Linked DNA regions of Mus musculus: regions 1, 2, 4, 5, 6 and 7 are each linked to region 3. Evidence: chromatin contacts called from public HiChIP or PLAC-seq and promoter capture Hi-C data. All regions are on one chromosome and are shown on one strand. Each heading gives the region's core, a stretch centred on a gene start, on an enhancer-like site or on the middle of the called end of the contact. The rest is flanking DNA. Distances are from core to core; before and after follow the strand shown.

Evidence for each region. Promoter capture Hi-C pulls out the DNA fragments that hold promoters and counts their contacts. HiChIP or PLAC-seq counts read pairs in DNA pulled down with a chosen protein or histone mark.
Region 1: a contact with region 3 is called in a promoter capture Hi-C map of pre-B cells, with 5 times the contacts expected there. The contact joins the promoter of Skor1 here to the promoter of Fem1b in region 3. A contact is called at or near these places in 5 of 39 promoter capture datasets (the C10 cell line, cranial neural crest, liver and 2 more), 1 of 15 datasets of contacts at CTCF or cohesin (pro-B cells), 15 of 484 Hi-C or Micro-C datasets (B cells, CD4 T cells, LSK cells and 8 more), 33 of 115 datasets of contacts at active chromatin or transcription factors (the SCID.adh cell line, bone marrow-derived macrophages, cardiomyocytes and 21 more) and 3 of 9 other capture datasets (adipose tissue, embryonic stem cells and liver).
Region 2: a contact with region 3 is called in an H3K27ac HiChIP or PLAC-seq map of T-cell acute lymphoblastic leukemia, with 2.6 times the contacts expected there. The contact joins the enhancer-like site here to the promoter of Fem1b in region 3. A contact is called at or near these places in 6 of 115 datasets of contacts at active chromatin or transcription factors (the NIH/3T3 cell line, T-cell acute lymphoblastic leukemia, embryonic limb bud and 3 more).
Region 4: an H3K4me3 HiChIP or PLAC-seq map of forebrain shows a contact between it and region 3, with 2.3 times the contacts expected there. The contact joins the promoter of Coro2b here to the promoter of Fem1b in region 3. A contact is called at or near these places in 4 of 39 promoter capture datasets (the 3T3-L1 cell line, cranial neural crest, frontonasal cranial neural crest and 1 more), 1 of 15 datasets of contacts at CTCF or cohesin (the NIH/3T3 cell line), 1 of 484 Hi-C or Micro-C datasets (embryonic stem cells) and 4 of 115 datasets of contacts at active chromatin or transcription factors (embryonic forebrain, embryonic stem cells, epiblast stem cells and 1 more).
Region 5: a contact with region 3 is called in an H3K4me3 HiChIP or PLAC-seq map of bone marrow-derived macrophages, with 3 times the contacts expected there. The contact joins the enhancer-like site here to the promoter of Fem1b in region 3. A contact is called at or near these places in 1 of 39 promoter capture datasets (frontonasal cranial neural crest), 2 of 484 Hi-C or Micro-C datasets (bone marrow-derived macrophages and uterus), 25 of 115 datasets of contacts at active chromatin or transcription factors (T-cell acute lymphoblastic leukemia, bone marrow-derived dendritic cells, bone marrow-derived macrophages and 19 more) and 3 of 9 other capture datasets (adipose tissue, embryonic stem cells and liver).
Region 6: a contact with region 3 is called in an H3K27ac HiChIP or PLAC-seq map of extraembryonic endoderm stem cells. The contact joins the enhancer-like site here to the promoter of Fem1b in region 3. A contact is called at or near these places in 1 of 39 promoter capture datasets (cranial neural crest), 17 of 115 datasets of contacts at active chromatin or transcription factors (T-cell acute lymphoblastic leukemia, bone marrow-derived dendritic cells, bone marrow-derived macrophages and 12 more) and 1 of 9 other capture datasets (liver).
Region 7: a contact with region 3 is called in an HNF4G HiChIP or PLAC-seq map of pancreatic cancer cells. The contact joins the enhancer-like site here to the promoter of Fem1b in region 3. A contact is called at or near these places in 2 of 484 Hi-C or Micro-C datasets (CD8 T cells and the G1E-ER4 cell line), 8 of 115 datasets of contacts at active chromatin or transcription factors (bone marrow-derived macrophages, embryonic fibroblasts, embryonic midbrain and 4 more) and 2 of 9 other capture datasets (adipose tissue and pancreatic islet).

The regions. Positions count from the first base shown.
Region 1 is chr9:63,145,655-63,149,236 of GRCm38.p6, forward strand. It overlaps Skor1 (SKI family transcriptional corepressor 1), which reads right to left and starts at 1,326. Exons shown (of 9, transcript NM_172446.3): 1 at 1,153-1,326; 2 at 1-924. The coding sequence starts at 1,259.
Region 2 is chr9:62,453,419-62,457,404 of GRCm38.p6, forward strand. It overlaps Coro2b (coronin, actin binding protein, 2B), which reads right to left. Exons shown (of 12, transcript NM_175484.3): 3 at 1,111-1,227. Among named protein-coding and RNA genes, the nearest start is that of Gm40523, 40 kb to the left of the region's middle. Within about 2 kb of position 2,688, at least 102 of the 459 cell types and tissues checked have an H3K27ac peak or open chromatin away from gene starts, as enhancers often do. A contact at or near this core is called in T-cell acute lymphoblastic leukemia and stem cell-derived neural progenitor cells, where this site is marked.
Region 3 is chr9:62,809,411-62,813,376 of GRCm38.p6, forward strand. Fem1b (fem 1 homolog b) reads right to left here and starts at 2,238. Exons shown (of 2, transcript NM_010193.4): 1 at 1,648-2,238. The coding sequence starts at 1,895.
Region 4 is chr9:62,535,048-62,538,940 of GRCm38.p6, forward strand. It overlaps Coro2b (coronin, actin binding protein, 2B), which reads right to left and starts at 1,997. Exons shown (of 12, transcript NM_175484.3): 1 at 1,606-1,997. The coding sequence starts at 1,620. Gm39352 (a long non-coding RNA gene) reads right to left here. Exons shown (of 4, transcript XR_870833.1): 3 at 3,234-3,741; 4 at 2,834-3,079.
Region 5 is chr9:63,107,823-63,111,406 of GRCm38.p6, forward strand. Gm35658 (a long non-coding RNA gene) reads left to right here. Exons shown (of 3, transcript XR_870837.2): 3 at 1-411. Among named protein-coding and RNA genes, the nearest start is that of Gm35658, 16 kb to the left of the region's middle. Within about 2 kb of position 1,514, at least 200 of the 459 cell types and tissues checked have an H3K27ac peak or open chromatin away from gene starts, as enhancers often do. A contact at or near this core is called in T-cell acute lymphoblastic leukemia, adipose tissue, bone marrow-derived macrophages and 12 more, where this site is marked.
Region 6 is chr9:63,073,533-63,077,048 of GRCm38.p6, forward strand. No RefSeq gene overlaps it. Among named protein-coding and RNA genes, the nearest start is that of Gm35658, 18 kb to the right of the region's middle. Within about 2 kb of position 1,554, at least 72 of the 459 cell types and tissues checked have an H3K27ac peak or open chromatin away from gene starts, as enhancers often do. A contact at or near this core is called in T-cell acute lymphoblastic leukemia, embryonic stem cells, extraembryonic endoderm stem cells and 3 more, where this site is marked.
Region 7 is chr9:62,362,782-62,366,773 of GRCm38.p6, forward strand. The region is part of intron 1 of Anp32a (acidic (leucine-rich) nuclear phosphoprotein 32 family, member A); the gene reads left to right. Among named protein-coding and RNA genes, the nearest start is that of Gm40522, 16 kb to the right of the region's middle. Within about 2 kb of position 2,245, at least 82 of the 459 cell types and tissues checked have an H3K27ac peak or open chromatin away from gene starts, as enhancers often do. A contact at or near this core is called in the G1E-ER4 cell line, embryonic fibroblasts and pancreatic cancer cells, where this site is marked.

The DNA.
Region 1 (3,582 bases), core at 76-2,575, 340 kb after region 3:
CGCTGCGGATGCGGTGGAGGTGGCCCGGGAGGCCCAGCCGCCTCGTCTTCACCGCAGCGCAGACTTTTGTGGGGCGGTGGGCCTGGGGCCATCTCTGAGCCGCACCCTGGACCGCCACCGCCACCAGCGCCGCCCTTCCCTGCACCACCAGACCCGCTATTAGCGCCGCCTCCGCCGCCCCCTTGCAGGGAGAAGGTCCGCTTGCGCGTACCGCCATTAAACATAGCCTTGACGTCCTCCCAAGCGTGGCTCAGTTCGTCGGTGGCCGACTTGTCACTGAGTTTGAGGTGCCGACGCCACGAGTTAAAGTTGGCGGCGTCGGGCTGAGTGTACTTGGCGTCGGGTGTGCGGTGCGAATGGAAGATGAACTTGTTGGGAGAGAAATACATACTGCAGTAGCCGCACTTGATGCACTTAGCACGAGAGCTGTTGTAACGGGCAGGGATGAAGCTGCCCCGAGAGCCCCATGCGCACTCGTGCACCACGTCAAAGGCGAAGTTCTCAGGCAGTTTGGGGGGCTTGTGCTCGCCCAGGAACGACTTGCACAGGCGTTCGGCCTCTCGTTTTGTGATCATACCACAGCGGCGAGAGGAGATGGGCATGGCCCCGGCCCGACGCAGTATCTCCAGCTGCACCGGCGTGCATTGCACGCATGTGATGCCCAGGGCCACGCGGCGGTTGTGGATCTCATTGTAGCTGTAGTTTTTGAGCAGGGTGTTGGAGATCTGGGCTAGGCACAGGCGCTCCTGCCCATCAATGACCAGCGACACGATGGGTACCCCGTACAGCGACGTCTCGCCCACCTGGTTGGGTTTAAGGGCGCTGGATCCCGAGTAGGGCTGCAGCTCTTGCTTGGAGTTGGGAGAGGAGCTGCCCTCGCGTCCCGGCCCCAGCTGAGTGGTGAGAGCCTCCATGCCGCCGCTCCTGCGAAACAGAGAGAGCAGAGAGCAGATGAGCCATTTTTTTAGCGCCGCTACCTAGGTTCAGGCCCGCCCAGCGGGGCGCAACGTGTGGGGTGCGAGGGGGTTACTTGGCAGTGGGGAGCTCAAGCTCATTCGTCCCACGGACTGGCCCCTTTTGTTATTCAGACCAGCTTCTGAGCTGAAACAAAAGCACCCGGGGGGCTAAGGGAGGAAAAGGGAAAATCGAAACCTCAGGAAAGCCCCGGCTGCCAGGAAACCAATCCTGTTTTCAGATTGGAAAGGAAGTGGGACCCAGAGACGGAGAGTGACTTGCCCAAGGCCACACAGCAATGCCATAGCCAAATCCAGGCTTTCCAGCCGGCACTCAGGTTTGCGTGCCTTCAGCTACCTCACAGCTCGCCCTGCCCGCCAGGGTCCTGAAGCCCGGACTTCAGGGACCAGCGGCCCCTCTGCTCAGTCGCGCATGCACGCGTGCGGGCGGGGGCAGTGAAGGGAGAGGTGGGGAGGCGAAGGAGGGGCACTCACTGCCCATCACAAACTGCAGGATGTAGGGGTGGGGGCAGGGAGAAGGGGGAGGGATGGAGGTTGAAGGAGGAGGATAGAAGGAAGAGGAGGAGGCCACTGCTGTTCGCGGTGCTGAACCCTACCCTTTCCAAAGCTTGTCGCGTGCACCACGACCTCGGGTGGCCCCCAATGCACCTATCTTCGTGGTGACCGGCTTCCAGGGACAACAGTACCGGTTTGCACAAACCTGTACTTCTCTTCTGACTCCTTGAGCCCGGTGTTCCTTGAGCAGAAAGAGTCCAGCTGGGTTTACAAAACGCTTTCTTGCCAGCCATCAGTTAGGCCGGGATCACGCAGTCTCTAACCACATTTTCTGCATTTTTTAGCTGCATTCCAGACTAAAGCCGGCTCCCCTCTTGTCAGCGCTTGGGACAGAGAGGTTCTCACAGGCGTTTCTCTGGAGTCACTTTTTAGCTTTGGAAACATGCCCCTGAGCTTTCTGTCCTCTTCCACACAGCTTTTCTTACTCAGACCCAACACAGGCTCCCCAGGCTCTGGGCTGCTCCTTTTGTGGGGGTGACTCCTCTTTGAGTATCCTTCATGCCCCGACATCAGCTCAGATGGGCTAGAAGGAATCTTGGCCACTCTTGGAAGCCACTGTAAAACTCCAAGCACTAAAAAGTTGCTGCTGGTCCCTCGCTTTGATCTCTGGAGAAGGCAGAGAGGAAGCTGTATCCACAGTCTAGCCTGGTGGAGGACCCAGGAATTGATGTTTAGGGCCTTCTAGGTCGCCCAGTCACCTCACGTGTCTTCAGACACTCAGGGCTCCATGGACCCAATGCTGGGCGGCAGGCGCTCTTGCCGCCAATCTAGTCCCTAGGACTCCCTCCTCCGAACTTGGCTGGAAAAGCAAATCCATTTCAGAGGGGTAGCTTCACTCTAACAGGGATCCGAATTCCAAAGCTAAGAACCTGGCATCTTTGGTCTGCAGGTATCTTTCCCTCCCTCTGTTTGCTTAGATACTTATTTGTCGATCTTATCTGTCCCTGAGCTGTCTGTCGCTGCCAGCTCACCGCTCTTTCTCCCATCTATCTTGTATCTTGTTCAAGTATCAACCTATTTATTATCTGTTTCATCTCTTCCAGTCAAACTGAGGCAAGTTGATCCTCCCTTGTCACTGAAATCCCCAGTAACATTTTAGGAGGCAAGCAAACTACTGTGCTAACTCCCTGGCTGAGGGGTCAACAAGGCGAGCTAGGTGTCCCAGGGACGGCTCTCACACAGGCTGAGGAGGTGGCTAAGGGGGCCCGCAGCTGTGGGAAATGACGATGGCTTCTGGGATTTCTGGGCAAATGTACCGGGCCCGCATAGAGTGAAGAGGACACCCTGAGCCTGGAGCGTCCACCTGAAGCTGGGGCTCCTGAGTCCCCAAGGGGTTTTCCCAAAGGGCTTTTGGCCTTGGAGCCCGGAGAAGTGAGGGACCCTAGGAAGGAAACAGCATTTCGAGGGCCAAAGAAGAAAGCACCAACGAAGGGCCGCACTCAGGGACAAGGAGCAGTGCTCAGGGCGGCATGGGGACCCCCTGGCCCGCTCCTGTGGCTCGAGGGGCGAGCCTAGCGAGGTTAAGCAGGCGGGAGGTGGGCAGCGGTGGCAGCGAGGCTGTGGAGTCGTTTGTTAGGATAGGAAACAACCGCCACAGAGTCTAAAGGAGAAGTCAACGAAAGAAGCGCTGCGGCGGCCGGCGCGGGGGCTGTGGGCTCGCGATCGCAGGTACTCACCGTGCGGGCGGCTGGAGCCGGGCAAGCGGCGAGCGGAGGTGCGCGGCGGGCGGAGCGGCGGGCGGGAGTCGGGGATCCGCCGGGCTCTCCGGGTGACGGCGCGGCCCCTCCCCGCGCGCGCGCACAGCCGCGCAACCCCGCTCCCCGCGCTGCCACCCGCGGCCCCTCCCGCTCTCAACAGGCACGGGGCGCCAGGGTCCCCGGAACGGAGCCCGGTGCCCGGAACCGCCGCCCCCGAGGCCGGGGACTGGCCCGAAGAAGAAGCCGAAGCCTAGAGCTCATGGCGCAGCGGCGGGCACGGCCTCGGTCACAGGCGGGAGTGGCGAGGCCGGCGCTGGGCGGGAGCGCCTGACAGCTGCGAGCCGGGGCGCCACACC
Region 2 (3,986 bases), core at 1,438-3,937, 360 kb before region 3:
TCTAACCATCCATCCATGTGTGTATTCTTCGGTCTGTGCACATATCTAACTCGAGTTTTTCATTCAGTTCACAGCAAGAGGGTTTGTTTGTTTGTTTGTTTGTTTGTTTTAGATATGAGGTCTTGTGTTAGATGCCAGGGACTCAGAGCCAAATGGGCCATGCTCTCTTCCTTCTGGAGTTCAAGGTCCAGCTGGGGAACACAGGGAGACAGCTCTGAAGTTGTTTCCAGTTCTAGTATCCTGGGCTCATAACCTGTCCTCCGACTACGCCAGTGAGCACTAGGTAACCAGTGGCCTGGCTGGAGAGCAGAGGCTCCTTCACTTGGGAATAGAGGGAGCTCTTGTATCAGCTTGGCTGAGTCCTACTCTGTTCCATTGCCCCTCTGAGGCAGCTACACTGAGGAAGGATAGACAGGAAGCTGCACTGATGTCTGTGTCCCTGGATTTTCCAGTCGTTTTCTACCTTCATCTCTGGGGATTGAACTCGGGTCCTCATGCTTGCTCAGCAAGCCCTTAACCAAGTTGAGCAGTATCTCCAGTTTCTGCTCTTCCCTCCCATCTCCAGCTCCCTCTTCTCTCCACCCATCCGCTCTCGCCTCTGCTCTCTCTCCTATTTACTTCATCTTCCCACGAGGGGTAGAACGTGGAAAGTTGGGATTCAATATCCCCAAAGTGACCCTTGTCACCACAGTCCTTGAAGCCGCAGCTCCCAGATGATAAATGATGGGACATTTACCATGTGAGCCTGAAATGCTCAGGAGCCCTCCTCCCCTTGCTTCCTCTCCTTCCTCCTTTCTCCTCCCCATCTTCCTTTCCTTCACCATAGAGCACAGGCAGAGGCTGAATCACACACCTAAGTTTTTGGTTCTAATTCTCACCTACAAAGCAACACTTCCAAACTTGGAAGCACGGGGTGTGTCCAGCAGAGATCCTCTCCCTCAGTCCCTTCCCGACCCTTGTCTTGTCCTCTCTATTTTGGGACTGGTTGGAGAGGGAGGGAGGGGGCAAGGCTGAGAGGAGAAAGAGGTAGTGTGTATAGAGGCTCTCTAGGGGAAGCAGGGAGGTACATGCTCAGGGTTATGCCTGGGAAGCACCCATTGCTCAGCTCACCGAAGTGTCCTCGGAGCAAGAGGCGATGATGTTGTCAATGAAGGGGTTCCATTTGATGTCCAGCACGTTGCCCTGATGACCGCATACCTTGGGGTAGTTTGGCTCGATTCTGCCTGTCTGTAGGGAGAGACAAATCATTAGGTTGCTGTCCCCATTCAGAGTGGCTCAGAAAGGAAAGATCTTTGCTTGGACTCATCTGCTGGGGTGGGCTCCTCAGGCCCTTTACTTCCTTTCTGTGTCCTGATGGAAAGCCCTAGGCTGTTCTGACATCTGTGACTCAGGAAGCTGGTGGTTTTTCTCAGGAGGCTGGAGCCACAGCCTTAAACATTCTTAGGCTCTGATAAAGGTGTCAAGGCTATCACCCAAAACAGGAGAGCGGGGTTAGGAAGCCATGCTTCCACCATTCCTGAGCCTAAGTTCCTTAAACCCTCACTCACATAGGCTCCACCAAGCTCTCTTACTGGTGGGAGGGGGTGCTTTCAGGTCAGCTACAGTTCTCAGTAAGTCAATGTATTCAATGCTTGAACCCTGTCACTTGCAATGTTTCTTTCCTTAGAATCGCAGGTGACTGGGGATACCTTGAAGGTGCTCTAGGGTGAGAATTATAATATTGGGGTGGGGTGCTCTCTTGTGGTAATTATGAAATATTTTTGATTGTGTGCATGGTGTCTGTGTGTTTAGGTTGGAGGTCAGAGTTCAACCTCTGGACTTCCTTAGAGGCCATCCATCTTATTTTTAGACACAGGCTCTCTCACTGACATGGGACTTACCAGCTGATCCAGATTGGCAGGCCACCAGCTCCAGGGACCCTGTGATAGCTATTTCCTGGATTACTGTGGTGTAAGAATGTGCTACTGTGGTCTCTGTGGGTTCTGGGGATTAAACTCAGGCTCTCCTGCTTGTACAGGAAACGGTTTTTACAGCGGTGAATGAATCATCTAATGTCATCTTTTGCTCTAGCTTATTTTTATTTTTATAGGTATGGCTGTGTTCCACGTGTGTGCCCTCAGCAGCCAGAAGAGTGTTTCAGATCCTCTGGAATGGGGTTAGAGACCATTGTGAACCACCGTATAGGTCCTGGGAATTGAACCTGGGTTCTTTGAAGAGCAGCCAGTGCTTTACTGGGGCAAGCTCTCAACTCTTAAGTCAACCTGTGGACCCAGCTGACCTAGAAGTCCTGGAGCTCTTTCTAATAGCCACCCAAGGGCTGGGGTTGCAGGTGTGCACCGCCACATCCAGTTTACTTGGTACTAGATGGGGGTAGGACCCAGTGCTTTGTGTGATCCAGGCAGACACTCTATCAGCCAACCTATGTCCCCAGCCCTAGACTGTGATTTTTAAGCTGAGCCAAATATGATCCCAGGATCTCCTGAAGCTAGGCGTTATCATTAGTGCTCATAACAAACCGAATTCGACATGATGAAATGAAGGCCCAGAAAGGCTAATTAATGGCCCCCAAACCAAACAGCTGAATGTGAGGCTGAGAATTTTAGTGTGATTCTTCCAAGCAAGCCCTTTGAACCTTGTTGTTCCTAACCAGTGCCTTTCCCCCAGTTCCCCTTAACTTGGCAGGCTGGAACTTGGCAGTCTGCAGCTCTCTCGCTCCCTCTCCCTCCCCCCTCACCTCCCAGCACTACTCCCAGCTCATCTTAAAGCTGCACTTGAGTATTTGCTTAGCAAAGCTGTTTGCATTAAGTTTCTGGCACCCAGCCCAGCCCAGGCCACTCTGAGAGGCACGGAGGCTGGTCAATTGCTGGCTCTCAGGAACACTGAGCTAGGAGCCCACGGGGGATGGGCTGGCCCTGGAAGGAACGGTCAGCCACATCCCGGACCCTGTGTGGAGTGAAGAGAGACAGGGGCCATGCTCTGGGGATGAAATAAGATTTTACTTTTTTTTTTTAAGATTTATTTATTTATTTATTTATTTATTTATTTATTTATTTATTATATGTAAGTACACTGTAGTTATCTTCAGACACACCAGAAGAGGGCATCAGATCTCGTTACGGATGGTTGTGAGCCACCATGTGGTTGCTGGGATTTGAACTGGGGACCTTTGGAAGAGCAGTCAGTGCTCTTAACTGCTGAGCCATCTCTCTAGCCCCTACTTATTTTTTTTAATGTGTGTGTGGTATGTTTGAATGTGTATCCCACAGTAGGTATGTTGTGTGTGTGTGTGGTATGTTTGAATGTGTATCCCACAGTAGTTATGTAAAGGTCAGAGGACAATTATGTGGAATTTTACCTCTATATGAATTCTTAAGTCATCGGACTTCTGTTGTGTGGCAAGCACCTTTACCTGCTGGGCCACTTTACCATTTTTTAAGACTTGTTTGTCTTAAATACAGACTCTCACGTGGCTCAGGCTGGCATTGAACTTGATACCTATGGTTAACTTTGAATTTCTGCTCCTCTTGATTCCAGCTCGGAAGTGCTAGGATTACAAGCATGTGCTATCTGCGAAGGTTTATACCTCTCCCTATGGCCTAGTGCATGCTAGGCTAAACACTCTACCAACAGGGCTCCATGCCCAACCCCAAAGAGACTCTTAGTAGGACACAGTTGGGCAAATGTAATAGACACAAATAATCTTGTATACATGGTGAAACAGTTAAGATGCAATGAATTTTTAATACTCTGTACCTCAGCTTTTATTATAATTTATTTAATTGTAAGTTAATGCAATTTAATTTTTAATAAAGGCTGTACTTAACAATCGGCTTTAAAAATTTCCTAGAAACTTAGCCGTGGGCTCTTGTAGACAGGACACACCACCACCAACACACCACTCCTAGTATTACTAAGACTTTTGCTCATTTGCCACTTTGACATAAAGATGAAATAACAAGTCAGATGCCCTGACTAAAATTATACAA
Region 3 (3,966 bases), core at 988-3,487:
CACCTGGCATCAGGTTCTTTTCATTGTCACCTCAAAACAGCTTTCTCGTCCATGATCTAAGACAGCAATGGCCAGAGCCTTTCTAAATTTGTGAGAAAACTAATTTCTTCCTGACAGGTTCTCTTATCAACCCAGATCTCAACAAGCTCCATAGCAACAGCTGCTACTACAGGGACTCATTCCTAACTTAATAGATATGAATGTTTACATAGTGGGGCCATCCTGCTTCAGGCATAGGTAAAGTTGTGAGATGCTGGAGATCTCTAGGACACAAAGCCAAAGAATAGGCATGAATCAGGTTGCCATCTTTGCTCATCTTCCTACTATCTACACTAGAACCAAATATAAGCTATGACCCAGGGGCTGGCATTTCATTAGAATACAACAGTCCAAATCATTTCCCTCTCATTTAAAACTGACTCAAAAGCTTTTATGGTTTAAGGAGGAAAAAAAAAAAAAAAAAAAACAAACAAAATTTAACATTCATCTTTAAAAAAAAAAAAAAAAAAAAAAGATGCTTTAAAGCCCACACCTATAATGGAAGCTAAAGCAAGAGGTTGGGGGATTCCAGGTCAGCCTGGGCTATGCAGCAAGACCTGGTTTTGGAGACCAGAAGTAGCAAAGAAGAAGGGAGGGAGGGAGGGAGGGAGGGAGGGGCTAGAGAATATAAGAATGCTTCCAAACAGGCTTTTTTGGTCAGGCAGTTTTTACTAACCAAAACTAAATTGCATTTCTATACGTAGATTCCACCTACTGCAAAAGAAAATGCTAAACTAGTAATAGCTTATTCATTTACAGGTCAACAAAAACCAATGTAAACAAAGCAAACTGAATACAGCTATATTATGCCAATCATTCCGCAATCGTTCAGCACAGGAAAAAAAAAAAAGGTATCAAACGTGACGACTCTGTTATCTTCCTCCGCCCCCCAAAAATATGTACAATTAACCTCAAATGAAAAAAAATATTAGAATAATAGTAAATAGTAAATTTTTGAACAATGTTAAGTGTTTGTGAAACCTTCCCACTGTATCACCCTATACATGTAATTTAGCAATGGCGTAACTTCTACGCCAGGCCCAGAGCCACCTGTACAGCCAAAAATATTGGCCAGCATTGTGGGAGAGTCAGAACCGTGCCTAGAGATGCCCAGCTGCATGACAAGATTCTAGGGGCTTATTTTAACAGATAGTCCCACGACCTGCTTGAGGCTCGATCCGACCACGGGAGGGGGGGAGCGGGAGGAGAAGGGATATGGAGAGGTTAAATGAAGCATCAAAAGGTCCTCAATTTTAATTGTTGATCTCGTTAATTTCCGATCTAGGTTACTACGCCAGTGCTGATATAAAGATACAAAAACCTAGATGGGCAGCCACCACTCCGACAGTGCGTGTTCGCTGACTAATGAAGACTATAGATCTCAAGACCCAGGGTGTGGCTACCACCTACAGGGGGAAAAGGGTAGGAGTCGATAAGAAAAGGCAGCAAAGCATAGCTCTGGGAGACGAGGTGGGCATCAATGGGGGTGAAGGGATATGAAAAAGAACTGAGTCCACACATGAAAACAGGGTTAATGAAGGATGAGAGGATCCAGGGCTTGGGAGGCCCGCGCGCGTCGGAGGGAGGATGGAGTTGGGATGTACCTACCCGTCGAAGCGGACGGTGCCGGTCTGCTGGGTCTGCACACGGTAGTGTTCTAACAGCAAGCGCACCACCTTGGCGTGCCCATTGCGGGCTGCGATGATGAGGGGTGTGGAGCGCTGTCCTCCCTGCTGACTGACATAGCCCAGCAGGTAGCGGATATCGCTCTCTGACCGGTTAAGGAGCAAGGCAGCCAGAGTGAGCACCTTGCCCTCGCTGGCCGCCTTGTACACATAGCCAGCCAGGCCCTCCATGGCCGCCGCCAACTCCAACACCCGTTTGGTCGCCACCGCTGCTGCTGCCTTGCGCCCCCGGAGGCCGCGTCCACCAGCACTTCAGACCCGGGCCCTCACAGCCCATTCAACAGGGCGCCGCCGCCGTGTCCAGGCAGCAGCGCGACCCAGGGAGGGCGGAGACGCAGAGGTGGCCGAGCACCGCCGGAGGCACAAGTGGGACCCGGCCCGGGCGGGGAGAAGGACGGTCAGGGCCGCCCCCGAGGCCCCAGGCACCGGCCCTGGGCCGAGGGGATCTCCATGGCGGCCGCCGCCCCGGGTCTCAGGCCGCCTCCTTCCTGCGGGCTGCGACAGGCGCGCGCCCGAGCTACGGGTCGCCGCTGGGGTCTCGAGAGGCCCGCGCACGCCCTGGATAGCGAGCGATGTGCACGCCTGCCCGCGCCGGGCCGGAGGGTCTGGAACGGCCTCCACTTAGCTCCTCGCCGCAGGAAAACCGCGGGCACTCGCCCACCGGCGATCGAAAGGGTCCGCTGGCGAGCGGGGCTCCCGTGAGCCGCGCGTGGGTGTTCGCGGACCGCGCCGGCAGCACCAGCACCGGAACTTAGGGCGGGAGGAAAGCAGCCGCCGCAGACGGAGCCGAAGGGAGGGAGGGAAGGCAGGAGTGGGAGGGACGCTTAAGTAGGTATTGCTTCCTAAACCGACCGGCGGGCAAACGAGGCTATCCTAAAGAAAGGTTCCGCTGTGCGCAGTTAGCTGAGCTCTGATGCGGGTTTGAAAGTCCCTAGTGCCCTTGACGCAAGTAGCCATCTCGCCCCCACAGGACCCTAGGATGCTTAGTCAAGGCTGGGGGCGGAGAGAAGGCTACTGAATCTACGGGCTAGAAAGCACATCCAGTTTTATGATTATTACTGTGGGATACTGTCTGCCAGTGATTCACGCGCGGGGGCGCGAGGTGGGGGCCACAGGAAAAGGGGAAAGAGCACCCAAAAGATCCATTTTTGAATAAGGGCTATTATGAGCCTCCGAAATTTGGGAGGGCGAGAGCCGCTTCACTGAAAAGCAACTGAAAGCCTCACCAGACCTCCCAGGAAAGGGGATTAAGTGTGTAAGATAAAGAGCTAAGAGGCAGCAGTCATAGCCAGATGGAACCAGTCTCTAGTCCTGACCCTGCAGAACCTCCGCTGTCTCACTTACACGTCACAGAATTGTTAGGATTTGAAAAGAGCATTTATCCAAAGAATGCTATAAGCCATTCACGTACAAGGCTTTGGTTAGCATCAGAGATTTCTTCATCTAGGCTAGGCCTTTCTCTCCTGGGGCTTGTGTGGTTGTGTGGAGAAAGCAGACAAATAAATGATGTAGAGTTGTTGGATTCATGTCATTACTATGAAACAAGGGCTATGGGTGTGGACTAGGAGACTTCGCCTGGGTGGTCAGAGAAGTCCTCTGTAACAGGTGCCTGAAACAGAGGCTGGACAATGGAAATAGTTCAAAGATCCTGAGCAGAAGACAGATGGTGAGCTCAGAACAGAAGCAGTGTGGCTGCTGACTGTAGGAAGAGTTCTAAAGGATTAAGTCAGCAGGATGCAAGTCATGTGGCCCAGTGACCTATGCAAACGGTTTGGTTTACTCTGGGATTGCATTTAGGGAGTTTTAAATAGAAAAGTGACAAGATGGCGCTTTTTTTTTTTTTTTTAAGATCACATGCATGCTCCCTAATGTGTGCAGAACATAGCCCAGGAAGCAAGAGTTTAGAAGTTCAAAGGCCAGTTAGGAGAGGCTGGGATTAAGTGGAGGATAAACCACTTCTCAGATTATCTCCTAAAACAGTTACCTATTTTCAGATCCCTATGCAAATGTCGGGGGGAGGGGGCTTACACTATTAAAAAAAACAGTCTTGGAAATAAGAACTGAAGATAAGATTTCCTTTTTAATATTTATTTCTGTATTTTATGTATTCGGGTTCTGTGTCTGCATGAATGCCACTGTGCCTTCAAAAGAAATTATCAGGTCCTACTAAAGATTGGTTGTGGGCCAGCATGTAGTGGAAGAGAATTGAACCTGTATCCTCTGGAAAAGCAACCACTGAACC
Region 4 (3,893 bases), core at 747-3,246, 270 kb before region 3:
CAGTGTCCCTCTGCTGTGGAAGCCCCACACCCAGTCATACAGACTGATGGCTCAGCAGGAGACTGAGACAGACTTGAGGGTAAACCCGAATCCTGCCATACTTATATTAGCTATGTGACCTTAGGCAAGTCACCTCACCTCTCCGAATCTCAGCTTTTTCCTCAGTTAAACAGTTTTACCTTCAAGGGAGAAAAGTTGTCTGAATCCGTGTGCATAGACAGGAGAGGTTGCAGGGTCAGTCCTTGCAAGGTCATCTTCAGCCTTAACACTTATGCTCCCACCCGGCCCATGAATTGCTCCTCAGCCCCCACCTGCCTGAAGCTTTGGCATTTACAATCTCCATAACAACACATCTCTGCCCAGCTGCATTTATGCTCATTTAAGAGCACTAAGCACCCTGCCGCTTGATATAGCTAGCTTGACAAAGTTAAGGCCAGGCACATCCGCCCCGAGCCCTCAGGTTATCATTCTCATACAGCTCCCAAGTCCCAGAACTGAGGGCAATGACAAGGTCTGAAGTGAAGTCCGAGCCGGGCTGAGCAAGTCGCTGGGGTAAGGAGCTTATTAGAAGGGTCTAGAATGGACCGCCCAGCCTTTCTGTAAGGCTTTGACCACAGCAGGCTGCCTGGCCTGCTTGGCTTCTACCTCCTCAGCTGTGAGAGCCAGCTGAGCATCTGGGAAAGATGGAGTCTGGCCTAAGGTGTATAGACGGCCAAATCCACGGCTAAGGCCGATGCCAGGGTGTGAGGTCAGCACTCCAACAGAACCTGGGAAGAGTACAGTTCATACTCTTCACTTGTTTGTCCCACCACTACCAAGGCTCATCTTATCCCATTGCAGAAAAGGAAACCTAAGCCCAAACTAGGCCTAGCCCTTCTCCGTAGAGAGACTCAAATCTGCCTTGGCCCAGGGCTTATCCCACTGCCCCAACGGTCTCTCCTCTTAACTCCATTCTTCCATTGGCAGGGAAGACGTCCCCAAAAAAGTTCTTCAACAAACCCGGGCTCCTGTGACAAGTCCAAGAACCTCTTCCAAACTGGGGTCTGCCAGGATGCCTACCTGCTCCTCTCTGTCACACTCCCTGCCCATCCCACCCCATGCAGTAGAACCTTCCCTGTCTCTGGCAGCCACTCAGGGATCCGGCAGCGCCTCTACAGGGTAGCTTTGGAGTCAGGCCCAGGCTTCTGGGGTAAATGGCAAAGACAGGCAGGTGGGGTTCAGCTCCCTTGTGTGTCTGACTAGCATGGCCAGCCCATCCCTGCATCATCAGCATGGATCCCTCAGTCCTTACGGCGCGTGACACTGAGGGACAGACACCCAGAGCGCCAGCCAGCCCGAAGCAGCTTTCCAGGGGTTAAAATTGCAGCACCTTCCACAAGAGTTAAAAATGCAGTCCCGGGGCGCACAGTGATGTGGTCCACACCGTCCAGGATAGCTGCAAAGGAGCATCCCCTCCCGGCATCCCGTAGTCCCCTGGGGGCCGAGCGACTCCTGGGAGCTGGAGCGCGCGCGCGCGCGCGATCCCTTCCTAAGCCCCTCAAGTCCCTGCCCGGGGGGTTGTAGCACCCGCGGGTCCCCAGCGTGGCGACGATCTGCGCTGCTTACCTTTGTGACAGTCATACAGAAAGCGGGCGGTGGGGCTGGGCGCGGGCGGCGGCAGGCGGCTGGGCCGGGCTGGGGACCGCGCGCTCGGGAGGCCGCTGGCTGATGTCAGCCGCGGCCGAGCATCTATAATAGATGAGGCCGCCGCGCCGCAGGAAGGCGAGGCAGGAAGAAAGGCGGGCGGCGGGCCGCGCGGGGGGCGGGGAGGACCGACCGGGGACTCGCTACAAAGAGGAGGCGGAGGCAGAGGCGGGAGTGCAGTCCGGGCGCCTGACGGTCCCCAGCCCCGCGCGTCCAGGCGCTGCCCCCTCGGGCTCCTGGCACCTGCGGCCGGGGCCGTGGGCGGGGACCCGGCCTTCGGTGCCGCGTTGGCTCCGGGCGCCCGGTGAAGTCACAAGCTGGACGGGCGCGGCGCGCGGCCGGAGATGCCTTCCCAGGGCTGGTCGCCCCCTGGAGGTTCCCAAAGTCCACCCGCTACGGGTCCCGCAGCTGCCACACGAGTTCAGGGTGGCCAGGAGGGCTCGTGGAAGCACTCCTTCGCATCTCAGTGATGAGCTCGCCTAAGGCCAATGTGGTCCATGTTACATAGGAAGTGGCAGGACTTGAGTGTAAAGTACTTAGACAGAGGGGCATTGGGCCCAGTTGGCTCGCCAGACTCGCCCAGAGGCTCTCTGCTTGGTGGCAAGCTTCTTAGAGGTTTCCTTTGCAGATCCTGCGTTCTATAGTTATAGGGACACAGGGGGAGCTCTCTGTAAGAGAGGCAGGACCGACCCTCCTCAAGAGTGTTCACATCACTGGGGAGATGACAGGTACAGTTGCTCTAGGCAAATCCCAGCCAGGTTACCTACACCCTGTAGCAGCTGCAGGAATTTCAAGTACAATTGCCTGAATATGGCCATGCGAGTACCTGGGCAAAACCGGTTTGGACAGATAAGGAGCCGCTGCAACCACAGAGAAGGGAGGAGGGAATGAGGTATTTGGAGCATCTCTCTCTCTCTCTCTCTCTCTCTCTCTCTCTCTCCCCCCCCCCCCCGGGGGTTCTGAAGTGTGCCACCTGCTCTCAGAGTTTCTTCACTGCAGTCCAGTGTGAGCACCTGCCCCGGAGGAAGGTGCAGGAACAGGGAGGTAGGATGCCTGCTCCATTCCGCAGCTGTATTTCTAGAACAGTACTACACACAGTGACAACTACTATAAAGTGCTTTGGCATAGATCCCGATATTTTTATTTACAGTTTTTTTTGTTTTGTTTTATCTTAGTTTTTGTTGGTGTTTTGGGTTTTTTGGGGGGGCATCCCTAAGAATGAGCAGATTTCGTGGGGGGACGTACCTGGTCTGACACAGTGACAGAGCCAGGACTTGTGTCTGTGAGTTACAGAGTTCCTCCACAGCTGCTGCCATCTTTGAACTTCTTCTGCATCTTGGGAAGGGTATAAACACCTGTCCGTCTCCAGGGGCCTTGCAGCAACTTTACTAGGTCTCTAGGGAGAGCAGATGTAGCTTCAGGCCTCAGGCATTGGCTCTGCGCCAGACCCCTCCTAGGTGTAGTCATGCCAGGCCTCAAGTCTTTACTGCCTCACCCCCCCCCCACCCGCCCCAGAAATGCCGGCTTCATTCTCTGAACCCCATCCTTACCTGACATCCAACCACTGTACACTTAGTTCAGAGTCTCTGGGTTGTCTCCACATGGGACAGTACAGCAGGGAGCTAGCTGGCCCCTGGGTATGATTTATCTTCCTGCATGACCCTGTCTCAACAATAACGAAACTAAAGGCAAAGAATGTTTGAGAAAGATACCCATTGTGGACTTCTGGCCATCACAAGCATGTACATAGCACACACACACACACACACACACACAGAGACACACACACACACACTGCATCTCAATGATAGGGTGCTTGCCCAGTATGCATAAGGCTCCAGGAAAAGTTTAATGTCACCAGGAACAAATCAAGGATGATGTATGGAGCGGGGGAGATTGGATTAGTCAGTGAAAGTGCTTGCCAGGGAAGCCTGAGGCCCTGAGTTCAAATCCCCAGCTAAGTATTGCAGTGCATACCTGTATTCTCAGTGTGAATCAGGTGAAGGTAAGATGGTCCCTGGAACTTGCAGCCCAGCCTGTCTAGCTAACCAATGAGCCCTGGGTTCAGAGAGAGAGAGACCCTGTCTCAATTACAACAAAAATAAAGGCAGAGGAGGAAGGAGAAACACCCATCGTTGACTTCTGGCCATCATAAACATGCGCACATATGCATACATACTCAAAGATAGGGTGTATCTCTAGGATGGCAT
Region 5 (3,584 bases), core at 264-2,763, 300 kb after region 3:
GAGTCTATTAGTCAACCTGGTGGAGGTATTCTCTCTTTTGAGGTTCCCACTACCAAAATTACTCTAGCCTGTGTCAGCTTGACATAAAAATTAGCACATAAATTTAGTAAAAAAAAAAAAAAATCAAAATTAACAAAGATACCATAATTTTCAACAGTTGTAGACAATTCAAAAGGTGAATTAGTAAACTGAAGTTCAACAGTTCAACAATACCATGGGATATAATTAAGCAGACTTAATAAATGAGCTCTCAGCTATAAAAACAAAAACAAAAACATGAAAGAAACTTAAGAACATACTACTTAGTGAAGGAAGCCATTCTGAAAAATTCACAAAGGGCACTGTGGAATAAACAAAAACATAGAGATGAAAACATAAAGAAATAAAAACAGACAAAACCAGAAAACTACAGTGCTGCTCTGGGGCTGTGTCTTATTTTTCTCCCTGACGAAAGCAATTTGAGAGGGAAAGGGTGCATTTTTGCCACAGTTCAAGGTGGAGAAGTCAACTCATCTGCTGCCCAGCTCTGGCTCTCCATGTACTTGGTCCAAGATCCTAGCGCCAGGAATGATTCTGTCCACAGTGGGTGAGTCTTCCCACCTCCATTAAAAAAAAGTCAAGATAGCTGGGCGTGGTGGCACACGCCTTTAATCCCAGCACTCGGGAGGCAGAGGCAGGAGGATTTCTGAGTTCGAGGCCAGCCTGGTCTACAAAGTGAGTTCAAGGACAGCCAGGGCTACACAGAGAAACCCTGTCTCAAAAACCAAAAAAAAAAAAAAAAAAGTCAAGATAAGTCCCCACAGGCATGGCCAGAGGCCCATCTTGGGGTAACTCCAGAGCTTACCAAGTTGACAATTAACATTAACCAGCACAGGCTGAAGGGGGAGCAGGATTCTGCAGTGACGGCTGCCTTTGCCAAAAGCTGATGACTTTTCAGTACAGATCGGCCCTTCAACCGAGTAGTGAATAGAAATGCAGAGATTCTGTGGATCCAGGGTTAGAAAAGCAAAAAGCCAAACCAGAGGAGCTGGGGATGCTGGGAAAGAGGCCCGAAAGGGTATCCTACAAGTTTCTGTTAACCTAAAACTGCTCTGAAAAGTGGGTTAAATATCAACTGTACAATGGTGGGACCCCATTGTTAATCCATGTGGCCATGCGTGCAAATACTGGGCAAAGTATGGGGATGGGGGGCGTACAACCAAAACGAAAGGCTATGGTCTACTGTGGGATCACAGGAGCTCACTCTGCAGGCTCTCCTTGTCCTTATTTTCCAGAACAGGAAGAGCTAGGGGCGGCAGGGAGAGCAGGAGCGAGCTGTGCGCTTGCTTGGCGGGACGCCTGTCCTGGCCAAGCATCACTAACCCGACAGAGGATTCCTTGCGTGCAACTGCGGGTGCACACCCCGGCCGGTGCGGGCGGTCCCCGAAGGCCGGTCTAGGGCCCACGATGTTCTCGCGCCCCTTTGCGGGAAGCAGCCGCTGGGTCATCCCCGCAGTGCTTTCGGTTTGCTGGAATGTTCCCCCAACTGCAGAAGTGCACTTTGTTCCCGAGTGGGGGAGGGGCAGCAGGACTCAGCTCCAGGGCGCCCTAGGACTTGGAGGGCGGCCAGCTTTCCGTTCCCAGGGTGCCTTCTGGCGGGGGCGGGGGTTGTCTGCATCCCAGCTGGGCAGCTGGAGGATACTGGACCCGCCTGGACTTCAGGGCCAGCCCTGCCACCCACTAGCTTCATGTTCTGCATCAGGGGTTTGATTTCCTCATTTGCAAAATAGGGACCTGAATAATGTTGACAGCACGCACTACCGGCCTCTGCCGTGTTCCTCTGCGTGTACCTTCCTCCCAATATCCCTTTGAAGTGATACTGTTAACGTAATAAGGTAATTATACTATTAGTTGGATAATTCTCCCTGGCTGCCCACACCCTTTGAACATCACAGATGCTCTGGTCACTGAAAGGCTGGCCCAGCCTCCTCCCAGTAATAAAATGTGTACTATTATTTTCACTTTAAAGATGAAGGCAGAGAAGCTAAGAACAGGTAAGTCACTTGTGGAATGGCACAGTTCCCAAGTGGCCGGGCCATCCAGACATAAACGCAAGCAGTCAGCTGGAGGCTTTCCAGCTCTTAAAATGCAAATACTGCCTTCCTACTGCTGGTTCCTGGAGGCCCTTCAAATTCAGATAAATATACTTATTCAGTCATTTCAGGCTGGGTGTGGTGGTGCATGCCTGTAATCTCAGCATTCAGGATGCTGAGGCAGGGGGAATGCATGTTGGAGTCTAGCCTGGGCTATACAGTTAAGTCTAAAACCAGCCTGAATTATAAAGTGAGAATTTGTCTCAAAAATATGAAAAGTTTGTATGTGGACGCTTAGCAGGTATAAACCTTAGGACCTGAGTTCCATCCCAGGAACCCATGATGGGAGGAGAGAAGTGATCCTTGCATGTCCGCAGACCTCCACACACGTTAACAGTCTCCTTCCTCCCTTCCTTCCTCCCTTCCTCCCTTCCTTTCTTTCTATATTTACTTTTGAGAAAGTCTCACGGTATAGACTGGCTGTCCTAGGACTTGCTATGTAGGGCAGGGTGGCCTGAAACTCGGAGGTCTGCCTGATTATGCATCCCAAGAGCTGCATGCACCACCATAATGGAAAATATATGCACTTTTATAAAAATCAAAAGTAAATGAAGCAGGCCTCCCAGCACTTGAAAATAAATGCATGCCAATCACTGTGATCTCCAGGTCAACCAGAGGTACTCAAAGGATCTAAAAAAAAAAAAAAAAAAAAAAAAAAAAAGAAAGGAAGAAAAGGAAAAAAAAAAGAAAAAGAAAAGAAAGGAAGAAAAGAAATCCAAATGAGTAAGTAAAGAGAAGCCGAGAGAGACAGTGCTGTACACACAGCCCTTTCTAAGGGAGGGATTGTTACTAATACTTCTTACTAAGGAATGGTGCTTATCACCATCTCAGACCTACCATTCTCAAAATACCTCTTAATACTTCCTGCGTATGTGTGTGCATGCAAGGGTGTGTGTGTAAGGCCAGGATCTTGCATGTTAAATCATGCAAGCATGCTTTTTCACCTGGCTACATCCCCCAGACTGACTGCTTCCTTTTATTGTATTTCCTAAGAATGTGGCCTCCTCCAGTGGCTGATGGTACAGGCTAGCCTTGAAGGACAGGAGCCAACTTGGGTAATTCAAGGAGCTTTCAAGCTGTGAGGGTGTAATGAGCAGCAGGTAACATGTCACACCCACTGTGGAGTCTCTCCTGGAGTTCAGCTACCTCCTGCACTGTGCCTGTGGAACTCCTGCTCGCTCCTGCACGCTCGAGAGTGCGCGCGCACACACAGACACACAGACACACAGACACACAGACACACAGACACACACACACACACACACACACACACACACACACACACACGCACGCAGACTGCATGCAGAAGGCAGAGGTGGCTGTGGGTCAGCTGCCCTTCATTATAAACAAATGGGAGGTTGATGTCAAGGCGCACTTGTGTGTTGTCACAGGTGCATTTACCATCCTCTGTCACAGGACTGAGAAGCCATGAGTAGTCACTCATGTCCATCT
Region 6 (3,516 bases), core at 304-2,803, 260 kb after region 3:
CTGAGGACACTAGCACACATGTAGGACACACACACACACACACACACACACACCAGTAGCTGGAGTTGTGAGAAAGCACTTGTGTTGCAGGCATGAAGCCCTGGGTTAAGCACCTTGTAAAAATCGGGCTTTGTGACACCCACCTAAAACCGTAGAGGCAGGGGTTCAGGAGTTCAAGGTCACCCTTAGCTATGTGGCAAGTTTGAAGCTAGCCTGGGCTATGTTAAACCCTGTCTCAAAAATTAAATAATTTTTAAAAGTTTTAAATGCACACCCCAAGAGCTAAGGATGTTAGCAGTGGAAGTTTCCTTTCAGGTGGTGTCTGCTTCCACATCCTTCACCGTTTTATGAATCCTTTACAAGGGATGTGTATTTCTTAAGTAATTAAAAACACTAAAGAAAGAAAAAGGTTAAATTAAATTTAAATGATAAACAACAATTCCAATATACTCAGAGAATTTAACATGCCCTGTAGAACTAATTTTATCTTGAAAATATGAAGAGATTAGATACATAAAACAGAGAACTTAAATTATTAAAACAAAACCAAACAAACAAAACCCAGCCTGGGAGGAATCGCTGCTCTCCCACTGTGAGGCAGGAAGGAAGTTGAACCCAGCCAAAGCTGAGGCCCCAGGTGGCCCAAATGAATGACCCACGGATCCTTGAGGCAGTTTGAAGATAAATCTAAAACACATTCTCTCTGGAGAGCAACAGGATTAGATGCATAGAGGGATCTGACACTTTGAAATTCCCACTGCTCCCCCTGCAGAAGAAAGAATCAGACCTGGACCCATGAGCCATGTATTAATGTGAAGTTTCTCTCTGGTGCTTGCTGCTTCCCGGCTTGATGGTCTCCTCCCGGTAGCTAACCTCAGTCACCTCAGCCGACTTTTACATAATCTAGTGCCCTCCTGATCTTTTCATTTCTGCTTTCTACCTAAATCTCCTTTGTCTGAAGACCTCCCGATGTCAGTCATCCACACTCTAGCATAAATAAGTCTCCGCCACACACTTCCTGCCTTTTGCTTTGCTTGTTGGGCTGAGTTCTAAGTGAGTAACTGAGGTGTCACCCAGCGGCTGCTAACTGGTGGAGAGGGCTGGGATGTGGAAGAAGGCTCTTTCCTGGACTTCTGCAAAGCTGTCCCTCTGTGTGTGTGACATTAAAGTCGGTGTCCCAGGGTTCTATAAAGTAATCGGTTGGACTAGTGACTTTGAGGTGGCCCCGATTCTCAGAAATTTGTGCCCGAGGTCCTTAGGTTTGAGGCGGAGAAACTGGGGGAGACTTGAGGACCAGTATTGGGTTTGCAGCTTCTAAAACAAGAGAAGGAAGAGATGCATCCCACATGCTGCTGCTCACCGCCTCGCCCCACCTTCCTCCTGACCTGTGTCTCTAGAGAGAAGATCAAACAAAGAGGTTGTCCAGGGTGGTGGAATGTGATGTTTGGTTAAAGTCCCAGGCTGGCTATGATTATAGTCGCAGTGGCTGGGGAGACGCCCTGGGGAATGTGGTGGGAGGGGTTCCAGTCCCTGAGAACGTGTGCTTAGGAGCACACACACTCACACCCACATGTGCACATGAGCTGTTAACTCGGGCCTCAAGACCCACTGCTACCCCAGAGACACCTTTCTTGAGTGGTTTTCAGGAATGTGTGCTTTCGCCTAGGAAGACTGAAAAACTCCGTGAAGTAGGAGCCCACAAGTAGACCTTCTTCCCATCAGAGGAACATAGGATAAAAAGGAAAGTTAAACAAACAAATCAGCAGTAAGGTAGCTGACCCAACTCCTCCCTGTAAAGACAATAGGATCCTCAGCTCTGTGCCCCAAAGGCCTCTTCTATGTCTCATCCCACAGGCCTGATCCCAGGCTCAGATCAGAGCATCCGGTGCCTAGCAACAAGAAGGCATCTGGCCCAAGGGCCTGCACGTACACACTCTTATCGGCTTTAGGCCACACAGGACGCCCAGGAAGGCTAGAGGCAGGCTAGTGACATTCTTTCCACCAAAGGGACGTCAATAGGAGTCATCACCAACAGACTTCAAGCCAGGAATCAAGGGTTTTAGGTGATCCTAGCCTGCTCTGGGCTCCCAGGCTGGGGTTTAGTCTGGTGAGCTGCTAGTGGAATACTTTGAATGAGTTGGTCATGAGAGCAAGTGTCACTGAGCATGGTTTTGGCCAGGGCTGGGATGCCAGTGATCTGCAGCACCTCTGCCCTCAGCTTCTCTGTGATCAGTGACATTCCCCAGAATTCTTGGTCAAATGTAAGAGGTGGGGCAGCTGCTGTTCCTGTTTGTAAAGACACTGGGACACAGCTGGTTTGGGACTCAGAGTTTATGCTCTATCTGCCATGTGCCTTATCTGTCCTCCCCTCTGTGCTGAGTAGGAGCAGAGCCATTTTCCCAACCCAGTCCTCTCCTCCCTCCCTCCCTCCCTCCCTCCCTTCCTTCCCTCCCTCCCTCCCTCCCTCCTTTCTTCCTTCCTTCCCGCTATGATTTTAGATAGGGTCTCAGTATCTCACACTGTCTTCAAGCTCCAAGGATCACCTTGAACTTCTGATCCTCTTGTCGTTACCTCCCAAGGGCTGAGATCACAGGTGTGTGCCACCTTGCTCAGTTTATGCAGTACTGGAGATAGAACCAGGGCTTTGTGTGTGCCAGGCAAGCCCTCTACCATCTGAGTCACAAACCCAGTCTGAGCTCTACTCTTGTGTTGGCCACTTCATTGCTGTGACAAACGCCTGAGAGAAATGAGAGGAAAGCCTTTCGATACTCAGCTGTTGATTCCAGTCTTGTGAGTGAGGTAGGATACCATGGTGGATGTGTGTGTGTGTGTGTGTGTGTGTGTGTGTGTGTGTGTGTGTGTGTTGTTCTATTTCTGACCTCCAGGAGGCAGCAACACAGAAAAGATAGAGCTATGGATAAGGCAGACCCTTCAGAGGTACACTAACAGTGGCCTAGTCAGTCCCTACCCCTTAAAGTATATTCAACTATGAATTTAAAAAATGAACCCATGAATCTATTCACCTCCCAACAACCTGACAGTCCTTAATATGGGAGCTTCCAGGAACATACTCAAACAGTCCTCAAAGCCCATGATTTTAACCCTCAATACAGCCTTATGGATTGGGAGGGGATAGTTGTCTTTAGGCCCCTCTTCCTCTCTGCTTTTCCCCAGAGTCCCAGCATCGGCACTCATGATGGAAGAAGCAGACAGCAGACCTACTCAGCTGAAGGTGTGGCAATCTAATGTGATCCTCATTCAGGCCAGGATGTGGGTCGAAGCACTAAGAAGAATGCATGTTCTAGGTTCTAAGAGAGACAACATCTCAAAAACAAAATGGACAAACAGTAGCAAAGCAAGCAGACAGTAGCAACAACAGCAAAAATAGAAAATTACTAAGATAAATGACCTAACGAGCTGTTAGCTGTGTTGCATTGTAGTACTTACCAGTAATCCCCAGTCTCTTTGTCTCAGTCATCATGATGGCTAATCTCAATTGTCTTTTGATGAGATTAA
Region 7 (3,992 bases), core at 995-3,494, 450 kb before region 3:
GCTCTTCCACGTCTAAGGTCCCTGTGCCTCCTTTAGGGAGTCCTGGCTGAGGGGATGTTCATAGACATGGAATTTTAGGACCTCATCTCTTTATTCCAGCCCCACTGCCCAGTGTGTAGGCTGGAGGGAGGATGGGGCAGAAGCCCAGAGTGGGGAAGCAACTTCTACCAGGGCACACAGCAAATTCAGAGATACAGCAGGGACAGAAGCCAAGCATCTTGCAGTGTGTGGGTGCCTTTTGACTAACCGGCCCTTTTCGGCTATCTGGACTAGTGCTCTGCGGCTGACTATATGCCAGCCCCTACCGGAAGACAGGAAGGGAACTGTTAAGTGAATGGAGCCTGCTACGTTTGACCATCACCTCCGGCCTCCCAAGCTCTCTCTCCGCACTCCATCTCTCTTTCATCACCGTACTCTCCTCCTTGGACAGCCAGTCAGACCCCACAGCTGCTCTCTAGGCTGTTTCCAGCTTCTTTGGTAACTTTCTGTTACTTGAAAGTTGAGCGGGACCAGGGCAGGGCCAGGCAACCAGGGAAGGCTTGGTTGAGATGGGAGGCAGGAACGAGGCTTTAAATGGAGGGCTACTTGGGGCAGGAGTTCGCCTCAGCAGTTAACAGCGCTTGCTTGCTGCTCTTGTCGAAGACCCCGGTTTGGTTCCCAGAATCTACTTGTGGCTCACTGGCGTTTGTAACACCAGTTTCAAAATATCTGATAACTGTCCCCTGTGAGCATGCACACAGTACAAGGCATGCAGGCAAAGCACTCATAACACATTTTTTAAATCTTTTTTAAAAATTAAAGATAAGAGGAACGCAAAGGCTGGGGGCAGAAGCTAGGTATCCTTTTGAGCAAGCCTGGCCAGCACCGAGCCTTTCCAGTGAGTGGAAGCGTCCCTAGCACCGAATACTCCTGCAAGGAAAGCACAGGCGAAATCACCCGACCGCGCGGGGAAGAGTGGGGAGGAGCCAGGGACAAGAGCGAGTCGCAGGGCTGGCGGGCTGGTGCAGTCTCAGCCTGCCCTGCCAGCTGGACCTATGAGCCAGCCTGATCTTCCTCGGCCCGCCCTCCTGCCTCTAAGTAATGAGGATGGCATCACCGTTGCCCGCGCCACGTGCTCCCCCGCCGCCTGCCTGCAGAGCTGCTTTGTACGTAGCAGCAAAAATCCGAGGCCCGGAGAGGCTTTCAATTCTCGGGGAGGGTTTTGTTTGTTTTTAAAGCGAAGAAGGCTCTTGCCCCTGGCTAAGACTACGGAAGATCCTGAGAGGCGTTGAAACCCCCAAGCCCTGGCAGCCACAAGGCTGCAGGAACTTGGGAGGATGGTGGATGGGCCGTGGGTTCTCTTACTTTTGGGGATGGCGGTGGGGGGCAGATTCTGACCTAGGACAGGAGGCGTGTTGTGGCAGAAAAGAAAAATTAAAATTAATCACCCGGGCCAGAGTTCTCTGCCCAGCCGCCCATCTTCCGCCCCCCCCCCCCCCCCCCGTCCTCTGCCGAACATCAATCTCTCTGGCCCACTTCACCCCATACTGTGGGCCACATTTTAAAAATTGAAGTAATAAGAGGGCTGGAGAGATGGCTCAGCAGTTAAGAGCACTTGGGGCACGTGCAGAGGACTTGGATTCTGTTCTCTGGACTCAGATCCGGCCCCTCACAGCCCCCTGTAATTCCTCCAAGAGATTGCCCTCTGCAGGCTCCCCTACACAAGTGGCATTCTCTCACAGAGACACATAAATGAAACTTTTAAGTTTTTTTTTTTTAAATCTATAGATGGGATTCTATGTGTAGTGTTTATTTTCACCAAGTGTGCCTACAGGCAAACAGTTTGTGTGTGCTCTGAGTAAAGTAGGTTTTGTTTGTTTGCTTGCTTTTTGTTTTATTTGTATTAATGTGGCTGTGTAATTAATGCGTATGCATGTGCCTGGGGAGACTAGAGAGAGTGCAGAATCAATCCACTCCCCTCCCCAGCTGGAGCTACAGGCAATTGTGAGCCTCTGACCCTGGTGCTGGGTACCAAACTCAGTCAAGAGCTGCAAGTGGCTTGCCTGCTGAGCCATCTCTCCAGCTCCTAAAATGTATCCCTTTCAGTGGGTTATGATCAGAAAACACTGACCTCTGTTCAGTAAGATCTCGGTAACTTTCAAAACATCCAGCCTTTCCCCCCAGAGCTGTGTCCCTTCCCACACAGGTCGGTAAGTAGATTTTACCGTTAAAACAAACGCAAGTGTCCGTTTATTAGCTCTGCCTCAAACCTCAGTGACTCACACAGCGTGGCCTTCTAGCTAGGAATGGGATCTGCAGCAGGGGGTGGCCCATTTAAAAGCTGACCTAGTTAAAATCCAGGAGCACCAAAAAACACTGGGTCAATCTGATTTGAGTCTTCTGTTCGAAGCCTGGAACCTGGAACCTAAATTGGTCAGGGACTGACAAGGTTGAAACCAAACCACATATATTTATCCAATTCTTGTTCAGTAAAGGAAGCGCAAATCATGTCTGGAGGTTGGGGGTAGAAAACCAGGCAAAGCAAGATGTAGAGGTTGAACCCAGAGGGTTTGTTTTAAATGCTCTCCACGGCTCCAGAGCAGGGTGGGAGGCTTGGGGTGTTGGGCTCAGAGCCTGTGGCAGGAAGGCATGGAGGACTGGGCCTGGTTAGGAGCCTTCATTCCCTGCTACCATCTTCAGTGTGGACACCATCAGTAGAGCCAGTGGTAAAGGGGATGGTGGGTAGCTTTTTTTTCTTCAAGCTGGCAAAATTCTAGGCTAGACTTCTTATTGTGTAATCCGGCCCTGGGTCGTTGGCACTAGAATTCTGAGAGGAAACTGGAAGCCCAGAGAGGTGAGAAGGGCGAGAGACCAGTGGTTCCCCACTCTTCTTAACTGATTGCAACCATACAATTTTTTGTTGCTACTTCATAACTGTAACTTTGCTATAGTCACAATGTAAATATCTGTGTTTTCTGCTGGTCTTAGGCAGACCCCTGTGAAAGAGTTGTTTAACCCCAGAGAGGTGGAGACCTACAGGTTAGGAACAGCTGGGCTAGAGAGAGGAACTTGGACTAGAGCCAGGTCTGTTTGGCTAGAGTCCGCCTTCTGCCCATCCTGAGTTGCCATAGAAGTTCTGAAAAAGTAAGGGGCGGCTCTTAAAGTGTCCTTTCCCCCTGGGTCATTATTTTTTTTAGAAGGCCTGTCGTAGACCCAAGATGTCCATTCTAATCAGAGCCAGCGCCACAGCCATGTGACCTACACACATAGTTGGCTGTCACTGTCTTAGAATTCTATGTGAGGCTTTGTTTTGTGTTTTGTTTTGAGATGAGTTTCACATAGCCCAGGCTGGTCTCAAACTCAGTGTATAACTGGGGATGGTATTGAACTTGTCATCCATCTTCTACCAAGTTTATGTAGTATTGGAAAAATCAAACAAGAGACTAGTACAGGCTAGGAAAGCATATGCTATCTACCAGGTAAATTTCCAGCAAGGGGCCCACCATCTCATTTTGCACTGGGCTATAGTTACATAGCCATTCCTGATCAAGACAGCGCCTCTCTCTTCCCGGTCTCCGGGTACCTCTTATCTCCCCTCGTGGCCTTTCAGGGCTGTTTACCAGCCAGCTGTGGATTTCCAGCCTGCCACCAGCTCTCTCTCTCTCTCTCTCTCTCTCTCTCTCTCTCTGTCCGACTCCTCCTCTACCCCCCATCTTGGATCACCATGGATTCTGTGACCCTTCAGCCAACTATGCGGCAGGAGTGTCTTATGTAGGGAGAACTGACTGGAGTGTGCTGAGTGCTGCGTCAGTTTGGTATTTTAGTGGCTGATCCCATCCCCTGTCAGGGCTGGTGCTTGATTGGCATAGGCACACGCCCAAAGCTGTTGCGCCCAAAGCTGTTGCGGGAAAGCATGAGCGTTGATCCCACCTGCTATAGTGCACTGTTTATGCTTATGAGCTGTTTGGGCCCCTCCCCCCTCTCTCTGTATTCCCAGTACTTATTATATTGTG